2 separate regions of the Delphinus delphis genome follow, and region 2 is linked to region 1. A link is a contact called in public Hi-C data. All regions are on one chromosome and are shown on one strand. The core of a region is the stretch at or near the end of the contact, and the rest is flanking DNA. Distances in the headings are between cores, read along the strand shown. Region 1 holds the start of ADNP2 (ADNP homeobox 2). Region 2 holds the start of PARD6G (par-6 family cell polarity regulator gamma).

What was found. A called contact is a pair of places that touch in the nucleus more often than the background predicts.
Region 2: a contact with region 1 is called in a Hi-C map of muscle, with 2.8 times the contacts expected there. The contact joins the promoter of PARD6G here to the promoter of ADNP2 in region 1. A contact is called at or near these places in 2 of 3 Hi-C or Micro-C datasets (lung and muscle).

Annotation. Positions count from the first base shown.
Region 1 is chr13:88,852,364-88,856,721 of mDelDel1.2, reverse strand. It overlaps ADNP2 (ADNP homeobox 2), which reads right to left and starts at 1,857. Exons shown (of 6, transcript XR_011246703.1): 1 at 1,186-1,857.
Region 2 is chr13:89,006,938-89,011,190 of mDelDel1.2, reverse strand. PARD6G (par-6 family cell polarity regulator gamma) reads left to right here and starts at 1,924. Exons shown (of 3, transcript XM_060029286.1): 1 at 1,924-2,140. The coding sequence starts at 2,069.

The sequences.
Region 1 (4,358 bases), core at 608-3,107:
AATTCAGTATCTCCTCCGACCTTTTATTTCCAAATAAACTTTCAGGCACAGTCTGTTATTGAAAGTACTTCTCTACTTGGGTTTTACTTTCATTCATTCACTCGAAAAATATTTGTTAAAAAAAATATATATGTTAAGCATGTACAGGTAATAGAGTGGATAACAAAACAATGTGGTCCATGCCTTCTTACATTCAAGTGAGGGATACAGATAAACAAATAACATCAGGTATTGCAGGAGCTCTGAAGAAAGAACAGGTAAGATAACAAAGTGAAAAGGGCAGCATTTTAGGGGGAAGATCTCTCTGGGGTGGTAATGTTTGAAGATAACTATTTGAGGTCTACCTTTGAGAAATTTTACTTTAGAGCAAAAATCAATTCTGACCATTAATGAGAATCCTGGTTACGTATTGGTCTTTCAGCATCAGAACACCTGAACACCTTTTTATAAATAAAAGTCAATCTGGTTCAAAGTCTGAGATTTGAAAATTAAGAAACTGAACTCTTCCCAGGCCAATAACACCTTGAATCGAATTCTTCACAAGTCTGAAAAATTCAAAGCAGACACGGTCCCTATTTCAATAGCTATGAATTAAACATGCATAGAATTATAAGTGGCTATAAAGCTACAAAGCAAGCTTTATTTAACAATTTTTATTTCTTTATGCCAGCCATATATTCTCCAGTTATAAGAAAAGATAAAATTATATGAGACCATAATTTATCAATAAAGTGTGTGACTGTGACCTGAATTTTTAAACTTTTGTAAGACTGAAGTATTAAATTCACAAATCAGAAAAAGAAAACAAACAACCCTATCATAAAAGAATGCATCCCCATTTGACGATCACTCTAACAAAATTGAGTTAGTTTTCTTCTGATAAAATAATTTATGTAATTCAAGACACTCCCCTCAAAGATCAAAAACAAAAATATGTTGCAACTAATGACTATAAACAGTCTCTCCTAAACGTAACGTTAAAAACTGGAAGAGCCTAAAGTAGCCCACTTTAAGTCAAAGACATGAATAAAAACGAATGCTATTCCCACGCCTCATTTCAAGAGTCGGCAATTTCCATCTTGAGGCATCTTACCCATTCTCCAAAACCTCCCAGTTCAAATCTCACCACCCCCAGTATCTCCAATATTACTGTCTTCTCTTAATCTGTTACTTATGTCTTCTTACCTTCAGCAACTCCTTGCAGCTGTCAAGCCCAATATCCATAAGAATGCTTTTCACCTTTTTCCGTACCTTCCTGATGTTGTCAAGATTCTCCACAGGAATTTGAAACATTTTTGAAATTTTCCTTAAAAGGGAAGAAAACAAAACTGTAATAAGTACATATACACATACACACATAAAATTTTTTAAAACAGGGCTGGTAAAGCAGAGTAATTTTTACTCTGGGACAATCAGATTTCCACATACAAAAGAATGAAGTTGGACTCTTCCCTTATACCATATACAAAAATTAACTCCAAATGGATCATACATGCACATGGTGAAATTTTAAAACTCTCGGAAGAAAACATAGGCATAAATCTTCGTGACCTTGGATTTGGCAATGGATTCTTAGATATGACACCAAAAAGCACTAGCAACAAGAGAAAAAATAGATAAGTTGGACTTCATCAAAATTAAAGACCTACCTGCTTTGAAGGAAACCATCAAAAAAGCAAAGAGAATCCACAAAATGGGAGAAAATATTTGTAAATTTTATTTCTGATAAGAAACTTATATCCAGAATACATAACAATAATTAAAAGGCAAATAAAAAACCCAACTTAAAAATAGGCTAAGGGGACTTCCCTGGTGGCGCAGTGGTTAACAATCTGCCTGCCAATGCAGGGGACATGGGTTCAATCCCTGGTCTGGGAAGATCCCATAAGCCGTGGAGCAACTAAGCCCGTGGGCCACAACTACTGAGCCCATGAGCCACAACTAAAGAGAAGCCCTGGTGCCTCAACGAAAGCTCCCACATGCCTCAACAAAGATCCTGTGTGAGGGAACATTATGCTATGTGAAAGGAGCCAGACACCAAGGACCACATATTATACGATTCAATGTATATGAAGTATCCAGAACAGACAAATCTATAGAGACAGAAAGGAGAATACTGGTTGCTTAAGGCTGAGGTGGACTGGAAGGTGATGGCTAAGGGGAACAGGGTTTCCTTTTGGAATAATGACAATATTCTAAAATCGACTGTGGTGATGTATGCACAACTCTGTGAACCTACTAAAAGCCACTTAGTAAGTACACTTTAAATAGGTGAACTGGGGACTTCCCTGGTGGTCCAGTGGTTAAGACTCCACGCTCCCAATGCCGGGAGCCTGGGTTCGACCCCTGGTCAGGGAACTAGATCCTGCATGCCGCAACTAAAGATCCCGTGTGCCTCAGTGAAGATCCCACGTGCCGCGACTAAGACCCGGCAGAGCCAAATAAATAAATAAATAATTTTTTTAAAAAAAGGTGAAGTGTATGGTATGTAAATTACATCTCCATAAAGCTGTTTTTAAAATACCTGAAAAAGCATAAAATTAAAATAAATCCTGTGGTACTTGACCATGATAAGAGGTATAGCTGTGACCTCATTATTTTTAACACATACATAGATTAAAAATAAATACATTTGTTAATGTGTCTGTGTATATTGTATAGCTCTGTCCACTGCGAGAGCCTGGAAGCAGTTACACACCCCAGTAGCAGTGAGCACTCCTTGGGCCCAAATCTTACTTTTCTTTTCTTTTTTAATTTTATTTATTTACTTATTTTTGGCTGCGTGGGGTCTTTGTTGCTGCGCCCAGGCTTTCTCTAGTTGCGGACAGAAGAGGCTAGTCTTCATTGCAGTATGGGGGCTTCTCATTGCGGCGACTTCTCTTGTTGCAGGGCATGGGCTCAGTAGTTGTGGCACACGGGCTCAGTTGTTGTGGCTCACAGGCTCTAGAGCGCAGGCTCAGTAGTTGTGGCTCATGGGCTTAGTTGCTCCACAGCATGTGGGATCTTCCCAGACCAGGGCTCGAACCCGTGTCCCCTGCATTGGCAGGCAGATTCTTAACCACTGTGCCACCTGGGAAGTCCCTCAAATCTTACTTTCTAAATACCACTTTCCATTAAAAGGAAACAGGGCTCCTTGGAAAAAACGGCTGATTCTAGGGCTGGAGCACATAAAGGACAAGATGAGCCTAGAATGTCTTATGCCAGAAAATAACGAAGTTGCTCAAAGAATGGTGAGACATGTCAAAAGGACTCAAAAGAAGTCAAGCGCTTGAAGAAGTTCCCGCCAGCCAAATGTGGGACAATGTGGGTACCAAATAAGTAATGACAATAACAGATTAATCTGTGGCACTGAATTTTCCAAAGATAGCGTAACAGGATCTCCCATCCCACATGCTTTCCTTAAAATATGTCCTTGACACTCCTCCCAAAAAGTAGGGGCATCTATGCTCCCACCCTTAGAACCTGGGCAGAACTTTCCGGCAACCTCAACCAATAAAGTGTGGCAGAAGTAATGCCATGTGAATTCCAAAGGTAGACCATAAAAATGCCACATGCTTTTGCCTGCCCTCTGGGTACCATTACTCTTGGAATCTAGACTCCTTACTGTAAGAAGTTCAACTAGCCCACATGGAGAGGCTCCACATCAACTAGCAGACACAAGAGTGAAGATGCTCTAGAGCCTGCAGCTGTCCAGTCACCCTGAGCCTTTGAGTCTTTCCAGATGAGGCCCCAGACATTGTGGAATATAAACAAGCCAGCTTCCCTGCTCCCACCTGAACTCCTGACCCGAAGAATTACTGAGTTTTTTTAATAAAATGTTTCATTCTACAAAGTTTTGGGGTGGTTTGGTATTCAGAAATAGTAACCAAAATATAACCCACTAGAATGTAAACTTAAGTCCATGGTAACATAAACAATTTAATAAATTGAAAGTTTAGTGAGGAATGGGATATTTTACATGGTTTCCAAGCATCTCCCCACAAAATACTTGTTAATAACCAAAGGGGAAAGTGTAATTCACAGAAGTCTGGCAGACATTCAGTTAAGAGACACTGTACAAAATATCTAACCTGCAATCTTCAAAAGTGTCCAGATGATACAAGGGCGCACTATTCATAATAGCCAAAATGTGGAAACAATCCAAGTGTCCACCAAATGTTGACTGGATGAACAAAATATGGCATACCCATACCACAAAATAGTATCTGGCAATAAAAGTAACTAGGTACCGATGCACGCTACAACATGAATGAATCTCGAAAACATGACGCTAAGTGAAAGAAGCCAGACGCAAAAGTCCTCATACTGTCTGATTCCATTTACATGAAATGTTCAGAAAAGACAAATCTACAGAGATA
Region 2 (4,253 bases), core at 675-3,174, 150 kb before region 1:
TTACTGTGTTATTTTTTCTGTCTATAGAATTTAATAAGTATTTCACAACGTGTTTGCATTCGTTTCACACCCCTCTCTCTCTCTCTCTCTCTCTATATATATATATGTATATATACATAAACTGTTCTGAAAATTTGAGGGGTTATATTGTTTTCTAAATTTGTTCTTGATTACATTTATTTTTTTTAACGTAGTTTAATTTTTCTTTTAGAAATTTATTTTTTATTTATTTATTTTTGGCTGCGTTGGGTCTTCGTTGCTGCACGTGGGCTTTCTCTAGTTGCAGCGAGCCGGGGCTACTCTTCGTTGCGGTGCGTAGGCTTCTCATTGCCGTGGCTTCTCTTGTCGTGGAGCACTGGCTCTAGGCGCACAGGCTTCAGTAGTCGTGGCACGCGGGCTCAGTAGTTGTGGCTCACGGGCTCTAGAGCGCAGGCTCAGTAGTTGTGGGGCATGGGCTTAGTTGCTTCGCGGCATGTGGGATCTTACCGGAGTAGGGATGGAACCGGTGTCCCCTGCATTGGCAGGCGAGTTCTTAACCACTGCGCTACCAGGGAAGTCCTTGATTACATATAAAACCAGAGATTTAACTAACACACCCTTCTGTATGTATAATAATTAAATTAGCATGTTTGTATTTCCTCTTCCTTTTCCTCCTATGAATTTACACTAAGAAAAGTTATATAATAAACTAAAATTGGATTGTAAACTCGTATACTTTATAATAATTTTGAAACACCTATTTGCCCTGTGTTCTTAACTTCATTACAAATTCCTCAAGAGCGAGGATGTTGGTTTTGGCAGCCCCACTTCCCCATCTCTCTAGATAATAAGTACTCATGTCATTGCTAACAACTGATGACCTCTTTCTCCTAACATGTTCTTTTTTCTACCAGCCTTGGCAGAAGTCTTCCTTCTCATCAGACAGGCCTATACGATGCTTCTGACCATTCCCTATCCCTTTACTTCGGCCTATGCTAGACTATGCCTTAGGAGTTTGCCTCCGGCAGAACCTTCGCCCAGACCATCTACCACCTGGCAGCTCCTACGGACACGTGGACCCAAGGGCGTCACGCCTCCGATGATTCCCCTATTATCCAAGACAACGTTAAAGATCACCCTAGATCAGTCCCCTTCCCTGGCCGACGGGTGGAGGCAAACAAAATCTTGGCGGGAGCGAGCAAGGGAGAAAAAGCGTGGGCGCCGAGGTGGGAATGAGGCGCCCCGCGTGGGTCAGCGCGGCGTCTCTTCCCCGCTCTTGATTTTGCGGACTGGAGCACGCACCTACCCGGTCGCGGCGTCTTTGGGGGCGGGCCCGCGGGGCGGGGCTGGGGGAGGGTCTTCGGGGCACCGGGCGGGGATTGACGGCGGGTTCGGGGGGCCGGGTTGGCGAGCCCTGGGCGGGGCGTTGGGTGAGTCCTCGGGGGCAGGGGGCGTGTCCTCCAGACTCGGGAGGTGGATCCTCAGGGCGCGAGTCTGGGCCTTGAGGCTCGTGGGGCGGGTCCTCGGGAACGTGAGCCGGTTTTCTCGGCGTGGGGCGTGTCCTCGGGGAACTGGTCCTCGGGACGCGGGGCGGGAACAGGCGACTGATCCACGGGGCGCGGAGCAGGACGTGGGCCCTTGGGGCTCGTGAGGGCGTGCCCTCCGAGCTCCGGGCGTGTCCTCGGGGTACGAGTGCTGGCGACGCGGGGCAGGTCGTCGGCGCGCGGGGCGGGGCGTGGGGCCGGGTTCTCTGGGTACGGGGCGGGGATTGGCGGCGGATGCTCTGGGCGCGGGGCGGGGATTGGTGGCGGATACTCTGGGCTCGGGGCGGGACGTAGGTTCTAGGGGCTCGGGGGGCGGGTTCTCGGGGCGGCGCGCGCCGGCTTCCCCTGCTCCTCCCGCGCGCGGCCCCTGGAGTGCCCAAGGCGCGCGGCCAGCCCAGCTCGGGCCGCTGCACTCGAGCTGCCCCGCGGCCGAGCGAGCGCGGGCCGGGGTCGGGGCCGCGGCGGTGGGTATTGCACCCAGGGTCCTTCTGCAGCCCCCGTAGCGAGGAGCGAGGGCGAAGACGAGGCTAAGCGGGGCCGGAACCATGAACCGGAGTTTCCACAAGTCTCAGACCCTGCGCTTCTACGACTGCAGCGCGGTGGAAGTCAAGAGCAAGGTGAGCCGGGGGCCGGCGGTCTGCGCCCCCCACCCCCGCGAATGAATGGGCACCCCGAAGGGGACTGGGAGGCGCGAGACGGGCCGGCGCCAACTTTGGAACGCGGCGCCGTCCGTGGGATGTGCAGGGGTCCCGCAATCCTTCCCGCCCCTGCGCGCGCACAAAGCCCGGCAGCCCGATAGGGTTCAGCTGGAGCCCCGGCGCTCGGAGGGCCGCGCGGCCGCCTGACCCTTCGCGAGAGCGGCTCTTTTGTTCCACAAGCTGGCGGCGACCCGGCGCGCCGCACGGTGGAGGGGCGACATTTCCGGGGCGACCCAGGGGCTGCTCGGATTCGGGGCCGTGGAGGGGCCTCGGGGGCCCGGGCCAGGGGAGGGCCCTGGCCGCGCCGCCTCCTTCATTGCGGAGGAGTCTCGGAATCGGTGAGGGGAGACGGGCAGCCGGTCCCCGATCCCCGGACCGGACCCCCAGTCCCCGGCCCGGCCCTCTGTACCAGTCCCTCAGCCTCCCGGCGCGCCCCAGGCCCAGATTGCCCGGGCGCGCCGGGCCGGCGGCCCCTCCCGCTGCCCGCGCCCCGGCCCCAGCGTGCCCGAACTTGCGGGTTGCTGTGCGCGTTTGGGTAATTGGCTGATAGGATCTGGCGCTTCTGCCCTTTGCGGGGGCGGCTACTTCGCGGCAGACGCTTTTGTCTGCGAGGGTCTCAGTGGTGGACCCCGCGGCGGAGGAGGAGTTGCAGTTGTTCAGGGTCCTGGAGGGAGGGGGCCCAGCTTACCGCTGCCTGGGATCCGGCTCTCGCCCGTTCTCTGCGCGCCCCCCGCCTCGGTCAAGCAAGGCAGAGGCAACTGAGTGGTTGGTGGGAGGGGGCCGGACCCGAGGGTGGGCTCTGACCTCCAACTCTGCGCACGCTTGGGTCGCGGGGCGTGTGTGACCCGGTCCGGTCTCTGGGAAGACGAACCCGGCGGCCCCCTGCCTGGGTTGCCCCTACCGGGCAAGGGGGGTGCTTTGGCGTAGGAGTTCCAGGGCTTCCTCCGAGGATGGGGGATTCTCTGCGGGAACCCCACTGCAGTGAGTTGCGGCATTTCATCACCATCTTGTTGGACAGTCTTTTTAGGAACCCCTCATCTCTAACTACCCCGTGTGCTAATTCCGGGACCCTCGCCCTGCACTCCTCCCCGCTTTTAGCCCCAGAGTGCCCACACCCCGGAATCAGAAGTGCCCGCTGTGAGTTGCGTGGGGGAGAAGAACTGACAGGCGTGAGTGGGAGCCCCAAATAATTGACGTTTCTTCAACTCAGTGGGAAGGTGGCTTTGTGGAGCTCATTGTCGCCTGCAGTAGCCACTGAGCCCGTGTGGTGTTTCGTTTTAACTGTTTATTTTGAGATCATCACAGATTAACAGGCAGTTGTGGAAAAGAATACAGAGACTTCCCCAAATTCCCCAAAGGTAACATCTTGTATCACAGTGTCGCATTCAGGACCTCATCAGACTTGTTCACGGGGTGTTTTTGGGTCACACACTTTTGTCGTGTGCTCATTCCTGAGACCCAGCACGGTCACAACACAGACCACTTCGAACGCAAGGGTACCTCCTGCTGCCCTTTCACAGTGGCAGTTTGGTTCTAAGTGATTAACATCACATGCTGTTCCTGAGTCTCACTGGCCACATCCCCTGTGCTCAGTAGCCACGGGCGGCTTGCAGCTGCCTGACCAGATTCAACTCCAGAGGGTCCGTCCAGAGGGACAGCCCTGGAGGAAATGCCCTCACCAGGCCTTATCTTGCAGTTCTGCACTGTGGACACTGTGAGGACCCCTGGGGACTGGAGAGTAGGCATCTGCCTTTGCCTCTCCTGGGGAACCGGGGGCTGTGGGCGTTCGGGTGGCCCAGCGGGTTGCCTCAGGCTGCCCCACCTTCTTGACTGCCCAGTGAAGAAGGGGCACTGCCCCATGGCCCAAGCCTGGGCTCAAGTGCAGATGCATTGAATGCTCCACCGGGGGTGAGTGGCAGAGCGAGAGTTCTGGTTGAATTTGGGAGCGCCCCTGGCAGGCCACACCAGCCTGGGCCCTGCGGGCTGGCTGGTTATACACACAGCACCACGACTGACCCCCGCCCTTTTGGAA